Linked DNA regions of Mus musculus: region 2 is linked to region 1. A link is a contact called in public Hi-C data. All regions are on one chromosome and are shown on one strand. Each heading gives the region's core, a stretch centred on a gene start, on an enhancer-like site or on the middle of the called end of the contact. The rest is flanking DNA. Distances are from core to core; before and after follow the strand shown.

Evidence for each region. A called contact is a pair of places that touch in the nucleus more often than the background predicts.
Region 2: a Hi-C map of T follicular helper cells shows a contact between it and region 1, with 2.6 times the contacts expected there. The contact joins the enhancer-like site here to the promoter of Naglu in region 1. A contact is called at or near these places in 3 of 39 promoter capture datasets (the C10 cell line, cranial neural crest and embryonic stem cells), 1 of 15 datasets of contacts at CTCF or cohesin (large pre-B cells), 12 of 484 Hi-C or Micro-C datasets (CD4 T cells, CD8 T cells, T follicular helper cells and 8 more), 13 of 115 datasets of contacts at active chromatin or transcription factors (T-cell acute lymphoblastic leukemia, bone marrow-derived macrophages, double positive thymocytes and 7 more) and 4 of 9 other capture datasets (adipose tissue, embryonic stem cells, macrophages and 1 more).

The regions. Positions count from the first base shown.
Region 1 is chr11:101,068,108-101,071,917 of GRCm38.p6, reverse strand. It overlaps Naglu (alpha-N-acetylglucosaminidase (Sanfilippo disease IIIB)), which reads right to left and starts at 1,824. Exons shown (of 6, transcript NM_013792.2): 1 at 1,417-1,824; 2 at 691-838; 3 at 1-22. The coding sequence starts at 1,793.
Region 2 is chr11:100,803,837-100,807,646 of GRCm38.p6, reverse strand. Stat5b (signal transducer and activator of transcription 5B) reads left to right here. Exons shown (of 19, transcript NM_001113563.2): 3 at 2,621-2,777. Among named protein-coding and RNA genes, the nearest start is that of Ghdc, 35 kb to the right of the region's middle. Within about 2 kb of position 2,061, at least 64 of the 459 cell types and tissues checked have an H3K27ac peak or open chromatin away from gene starts, as enhancers often do. A contact at or near this core is called in CD8 T cells, T follicular helper cells, adipose tissue and 6 more, where this site is marked.

The sequences.
Region 1 (3,810 bases), core at 575-3,074:
TCAGGCCCAAGGCCAGGTATACCTGTGGAGCAGGAAGAGCCCCTACCTATAAACCACGTCATTGGACAAGTTCTTGCTCACCACCTCTCTGAGCTGGGGACTACTGCTACTAAGACAGATCTGGACCTCAGCCTACAGGGAGCTCACGGTCCAGGAAACAGCTCCATGTCTGTGGGATGGGTGACTCTCTGGGACACAAAGAGGCTTCCCTCAAACCACGGAGAGTCTCTGGCTCCCCCCCCCCCCCCCCCCCCCCCGTCATCCTTACTTAAGCTAGGGTCATCCGGGAAGAAGCAGCCTCCATTGACAAAATACCCCCATCCGATTGGCTTGAAGGCAATCCTGTGGGGGCACTTTCTTGACTGGTGACTGATATGGAAGGGCTCAGCCTATTGGGGGCTGTGCCATCCCTGAGCAGGTGGTTCTGGGTATATAAGAAAGACTGACCAAGTCAGGAAGCAAGCAGTGTTGCTCCAAAGTCTCTGCTTCAGTTCCTGCCTCCAGGTACCTGCCCTGATTGAGTTCCTGCCTTGGAACTCAATCTTGAATCTTCCTGCCTCTACCTGAGTCCTGGGATTACAGACATATACTGCCAGATACTTTGTCCCACCCTGGAAGGCCTCGGTTTCCCAGGGGCAGGGGTGTATGTAAGGCAGGCAGGAGAGTGTGAGGGGCCAGGTTGGCACAAACCCTTTGCCAGATGGCCTCCTGGCCATTCCAAGCCAGAGCCAGGTTGATGCCATTCAGTGCCATCCAGTCAATCTCTTGCTCCCAACGGGCCCAGTCCCACCACACGAAGGAGTAGCTGTGCGTGCACACATTCTGGTAATAGCGGTACCTGCGGGTAGGGGCACATTATTGGGGACATATGGGATGCCTCACTCACCCCTCTGGAACACTTCAGAGGCAGCCAGAGGCAGCTACTAACCCCAACACAGTACGCATACAGGACAGTGGGCAAAGGTTTCAATGTGCCTCCTCTCCTGCTCATTCCAAATCCACCTCGGGTGAAGCTGGAACTTCCCGCAGACCTCCCTAGCTAGTAGCTATTGTGAATACATAACTTCATTTTTATTCAACATGCCCAGAGCTCCTGCTGTGCATCCTGTGGTGTCTTAGGGTGTCAGTGCCATAAGGCAAAATTGGTCTCTCTCATGAAGAGGGCTCACAGTTCCTATAGTTTGTCATTATTTCCAGCAGTGGGGGCTGGGAAGCTAAATGATTTGGCTCAAGAATATACAGCTAGAGGGGAGCCAAGATTTGAAGGCACAGATCCCCGAGCCAGCACTTCCTTCTCAGTCTCCAGGCGAGTCTGTAGCTGCAGCCCCGACTTAGGTGTGCTGGTCCTCACCAACGGTGGCTGTCCCGAGGCTGCAGGCAGCTGCCCCAGCCGTCTGGGACCCACAGCATCAATACCTGTTGGGCGTGGTTTCGGTCAGCCCGTCGGGCACAGCGGGCAGCGGCCACGGCAGGTGCAGCTGAGCGCTGGACCAGGCCACCTGACAGCCACAGAAGTCACGCAGGTAGCGGTGCAGCCCCGCGGCTGCCGCCACGCCCGTGGAGCCGCGCACAAGCACTGGCACCCCGCCGCCGCCGCTCAGGCTGTAGGTGTCCAGGCCCGACTCGTCCGCCAGCGCGCGCTCCACGGACACCAAGAAATTGGCCGCCGGCCCGGGTCCCAGTAGCCGGACCACCAGTTCCCGCACGGCCTTTGCCTCCCGAGCCTCATCACCCACAGAGCCCCCAGCCAGGAGTAGGAACCCCAGAATCACGGCCAGCCCCGCGGCTTCCATGATGCCAACCGCGCGGCCGCTGCCCCCTCACAACCAATACCAAGCTCCGGGCCCGCGGGGCAGGGCTGCCAGCATCCAATCGGCTGCCGACCTCGGGCCACGTGACCTGAAGGTTGGCTCCTGCTACCCGCCCGGAGAACCTGGTTTCCGGACTCAGACACTGGTCAGGGTCTGCTGACCGCGCTCGTGGCTGGAGGGTGCGTGACCCTATGAAACATCCTCGGCCCGATGAGACGCTGCGCATGCCCAAGCCCTTTCAGATTCGGCCCTCTTTCTTCCGCAAGTCACTTCCCTTCCAAATATCTAGCCACTCTTTTAAGCGACGAGAATTGAAGCCAGCCAAGACTTGGCTCTACCACTAAGCTATATTCTAACCCCTCATCTAATAAATGTGTATTTGGATTTTATTTCGTATCAGACTGTTGTTTATATTAGAGAAGTCTCAGTTGTCATTTCTGGCTAAAGATCTGGAAACCAAATAAGGATTTCTCTGGGTGAGAAGATAGCTCAGTGGATAAAGCGCTTGCACCTGAGGACATTCATTTGAATTGGCAGAATCCACATAAAGCTGTCCCAGCATTGGGAGGCTGCAATCCCAGTGCTCCCGGGAGATGAGCGCTGGAGACAGCTGCCCTGATGTATAAAGTGACAGATGGGGAAGAGACCTTATCTTAAGGTAGAAGGTAACACCCGAGATTGTCCTCTATTGACAGCAAAACCCACAACTCTCGCTTCAAAAGGACTGAGAGCTTATTCTGAAGCCCAATATGAATGACCATGGCCCTGGAACAGTTTTAGGTCAACCCAGTTTCCATGTTCCAATGTGGAAATAATTTGAAGTTTTTATAGTAATGGAGCACATATCAAAACACTTTTTTGAATAGATTGGTGGAGACATCAGAAGTGGGTTATAGTGAATCTGGGAATCAGTTGCAGGCTTCAGATAACATTCTTAGCTTCCAGGATGCTGGAAGCTGGTGGTCTGTTAAATTAATGCATTTCAAAGGAAAACTCGTGTTCAGTACGTTCAAAAAAAAAAAAAAAAAAAAAAGACTTACCCATTGTCATAAAGCTGTTAGAAGTTACCTGGTGCGTTTCCTTCTATGAAGTGATGACAAATGATAACCAACAAAGAATGGCAAGGTGAACCAACACCATCTGGCAGTGTCTACTGTCCCTTGGGCTATATTTATGTCTTTTTAAAAGAAACATCATGTGTTTTCTCAAGTATATGCTCTGGTAAAACATCATATCCACCCCCCCCCCTTTTAGGCTGTCTCTAGAAGAACATCATGTGTCTATTCTTAGCAAATCATCTTTTCATGGGTCTGCTTTAGCCAAAACATCTCTCATAAGACAGTTTTTAGAAAAACATTACATGACACAAAGGAGTCTTCAAAGAAACCAGAAATTTTGACTTCAGACCAAACTATAGACAAATCGATGTTCCTTTACCAATTCATTTTCTAATTTCTTCTTGTTGTTTTGAGACAAAATCTCATTCTATAGACTGGGTTGACCTCGAAGCCAAAGTAAACTTCCTGCCCCAGAATCTCAAATTCCTGTGATTATAGGTACACCTATTTTTTTTTCTTAGAACAGGGGAATTGTGGTAGCTTTATGGACTTGTGTGCTGACAGTAGTTTGAGCCAAGGAGTTTAAGACCAGTATGAACAAGAGCAAACCTCAAAAAAATGGTGGTGGTGGTGGGGGCAGAGTGAGATGGCTCAGCAGACAAATGCACTTGCCACAAAACCTGACAACCCGAATTTAGTCCCTGGGACCCAGGGGAAGGAAGAGGAGGAAGGAAAATGATCCTTAGAAGTTGTCCTCTGACCTCCACATACCAGTCACGGCATGTGCACAGGTGCACTAGAGTGGGGTACTAATGAACGAATTAACTAACTAACTGTCTATGGGTGTGTTGTCCCCGTATATATATGTCTATATACCACAAATGACTGCAAGGCCAGAAAAGGGCTACAGATCCTCTGGGACCTGAATTACAGAGGCTTGT
Region 2 (3,810 bases), core at 812-3,311, 260 kb after region 1:
TCAAAAGTGCTGAGATTAAAGGCAAGAAAGAACCATGCCTGGCTTTTTTTTTTCCCCCCAAGGTAAAGTTTCACCGTGTAGTTATGAGTGGCCTGCATTCACTATATAGACCAGACTAGTCTTGGACTCAAGATCAGCCTTTGTCTCCCATGTGCTGAAATTTATATCTTATAAATCAGATATTTAACATATTGATTTAATAATCAAAACATTCATAGCTCTCTGGTTTTTTGTTTTTCTGAGATAGGGTCTCATACTATATAGCTCTGGCTGTCCCGGAACTCACTAAATGGTTTTTTTTTTTTTTCTTTTTAAAAACTAATAATGGTTACATTTCAGTGTTGACTTAGCCAACATTTTTATCTCTATTATGAATTATATACTTGAGCTTTAAAATTGTTAGATCGGTATAACACAGTTCAGTAGCAATGCATCTTACCGTGCAGTGCTAGGACAAAGCTTACAACACACGAGACAGCTGTACCACTGAGCGGCTGCCTCCTCAGCCCTGCCGCATCCTCACCAGCCATCAGCGGTGCCCAGCAGCGTGCAGGGCAGGGAGCTTGCCCGTCGTTGGCCTCAGTCTGTCCGTGAGTGTCCAAGTTCATCACAAGTTCATCAGACTAGCCAGGCTTTGACCAGGGTGGTGAGCTCCTCTTTGGAGAGCCAGCCTTGTTGCTGCTGGGAGAAGGCTGTCCCTACCCACTGGAGATGTTGCCTTACAGTAATTGCTACAGCTTGTTAGCAAGGCTCCGTTCAGAAACAAGCCTGCCGAAGGAAGGCAATTAAAAAAAAAATCCCAGCTTCATATAATTAAGAGGGGGAAAAACTGACTAAATATGAGAACATCAAACACACCTCAATTAGTCCAGTCCTTTTCCTTTTCTTTCTGTTTTAATGATTTGGGAGATTTCGGAAAACATTAATAGGAAGTTTCTGCTGATTAAAAATCTCACTTAGAGGCTAGATCAGCGGTAGAGCATTCGTCCAGCTAAGCAGACTGGCTCCATACCACAAAAGAGAGAACAAAAGCCAACTTTCGTTTATTCGAGTACAACAGCGCATTCCTGTAATTCCAGCTACTCAGGAAGCTGAGGCAGGGGAATTACTTAAGCCTAGGAACTCGAGACAGTCCTAGGCAAATGGGCTTTCAGCCAGCAGATCTCCTGAGTAGTCTACTTATTGAATAAGCTTTGGGAAATTGGGGTTGATATTAAGGAAAACGTGGGTTTTAGGTAGGGTTTTGTTTTTTCCCCATAGAGAAATAGAGATATCACCGAAGAGTTTCCAGCTCTTCGTATTGAAGCTGTCATGAAGTCTCTGATTGTAGGCTATGGTTGAGTCCAAATTGAGAACCAGACTCCTGTGTTCTGTTCAAAGACTGGATCCTCTCAGCCGGGCAGTGGTGGCGCACGCCTTTAATCCCAGCACTTGGGAGGCAGAGGCAGGTGGATTTCTGAGTTCAAGGCCAGCCTGGTCTACAAAGTGAGTTCCAGGACAGCCAGGGTTATACAGAGAAACCCTGTCTTGAAAAAACAAACAAACAAAAAAAGACTAGATCCTTTCAACAGTGGGCTCCCAGTCAGAACAGAGGAGCAAGGCTGTGCCTGCAGCCCGTCTAGCCTTCCACTTCATACATATTTTCTTCAACCCATAGAGAATACACTTCTAAAAATTGGCTTTGTCCCTACCCTTTCCAGACACAGGTTGGGTGGTCTCTGGTAAGGTCGTCTCAGGGCTTTGGTGCGCGTCTGCCTAGCTGTTTGCCACCAGCCACTTGCTAACTTCAGGGATTTGTGGGTGGCTGTCTTTTAGCTGCCGCTGGCTCTCTTCCCTGGCTGTGGACCTGGTCAGCAGTAATTAGATATTATTTCAGCCTGACAGCTGTTTGGTTTGTCAGCGTGCTAAGTCACTTAAGTATTACCCAGCAGCAATTGTTGCCTAACTTAGTAGACAAAAATCTTTTAAGGACAAAAAGAAAGAAGATAAGGAGGAAGTGGACCCAACCCCTGTCACCAGCTGAACAGCTCAGGATGACACGAGGTCTGGGGACTGGCTTCTCGCCTTCACTGGAGGAGTCAGTGTTATTTCCAGGTCCCATATCTGCAGTGATGACAGACTATTCTCCTGGGTGTGAATACTTGTAGGCATCTTCTGTCCTGATGCCTCCCTTCCAGGGTCCCTTAGGAAGGGCAGTGACTGGGGGCCTGGAGCCAGTCAAGGTTGGAAAGAACATGCAGAACTATATACCCTGTCCCACATACCCTGGAGATACGAGTATAAACTGGAAGTTAGAAGACCCCTTATTCCCTTTATTCCTAGGAGGGGGTGGGTTAATATCAGAGTCAGTCAGTAAAGGGAAGGGAGGAAGGAGTATTTAGAGAAAGAAGTGTAAAGCTCAGCTAAAAGAATTGTAGAGTCAGGCATTGTAGACATTTAGCCAACTTATGTCGGGGTGTTTCTTAACCCGTGAATTATAGAAGAAATCACGTTCCAGACTCCCATGATGGCTCACACCTATAATCCCAGCACCCACAAAACAAATGTAGTATGTAAAGGCTGCATGTGTACAGGCTCCTATGCATGTATGTATACAGATTGTGTAATTTTTTTCCCCTAGGGACTCAATAGATCTTGATAATCCACAGGAGAACATTAAGGCCACCCAGCTCCTGGAGGGCCTGGTGCAGGAGCTGCAGAAGAAGGCGGAGCACCAGGTGGGGGAAGATGGGTTTTTGCTGAAGATCAAGCTGGGGCACTATGCCACACAGCTCCAGGTGGGTACAAACACTGGCCACACTTAGGCCCTGCCCTCTTGAGGACTTCTTCATTTAATTTTCTGTAGACACGTGTTCTGATCTTTAACCCGGCATCGTAGAAATGTGTGTTTCACGCACATGGTTTTGATTGGCTTTGTGGTTGCGGCTGTTACCTTCTTTGAGACAAGAGTCTCACCGTGGGGCTGGAGAGTTGGTTCTGTGGTTAAGAGCGCTTCCTGCTTGTCTTAGGGTTATTATTGCTGTGATGAAACACTATGACCAAAAGTGAATTGAGGAGAACACCGTTTATCTGGCTTACACTTCCACATCACAGTTCGTCATTGGTGGAAGTCGGGACAGGAACCCAAACAAAGCAGGAAGTTGGTGGCAGAAGCTGATACAGAGGCCATAGAGGAATGCTGCTTACTGGCTTGCTCCCCATTGCTTGCTCAGCCTGCTTTCTCATAGCTCCCAGAACCACCAGCCCAGGGGCGGCCCCACACACAATGGGCTGGGCCCTCCCACATCAATCACTAATTAACAAAATGCCCTATAGGCTTTCCTACAACCCAAACCTATCATAAGAAGGCATTTTTCTCCACTGAGGCGCCCTCTTCTGATGACTCTAATTTGTGTCAGGTTGATAGAAAACCAGCCAGCGTGCTGCTATTGTAGAGGACCTGGGTTCAGCTCTCAGCACCCACATCAGGAAACTCACAGTAACCTGGGGCTTGGAGCCCTCTTCTGACCTCAACAGGCATCCACCCACAAGTGACATACAGACACAGAAATAAAAATAGAAACTAATCTTTATTTAAAAAGAAATGAAAAGTTTCACTATTTAGGTCAGATTGGCCTCAAACTGGGGATCCTCCTGCATCAATTCCACTCCACCCCCAGTATGGGCTGTAGGTAAGCACCACTCCCAGCCATGACTTTTACTCTCTTTTAACTTCTTATTTCAAAATAATTTTGAATTTGCAGAAAGTTGCAGCAGAGGTACAACAAGGCCCCCTTCATATGCTCAGGTTCATTTACATCATCATCTCTC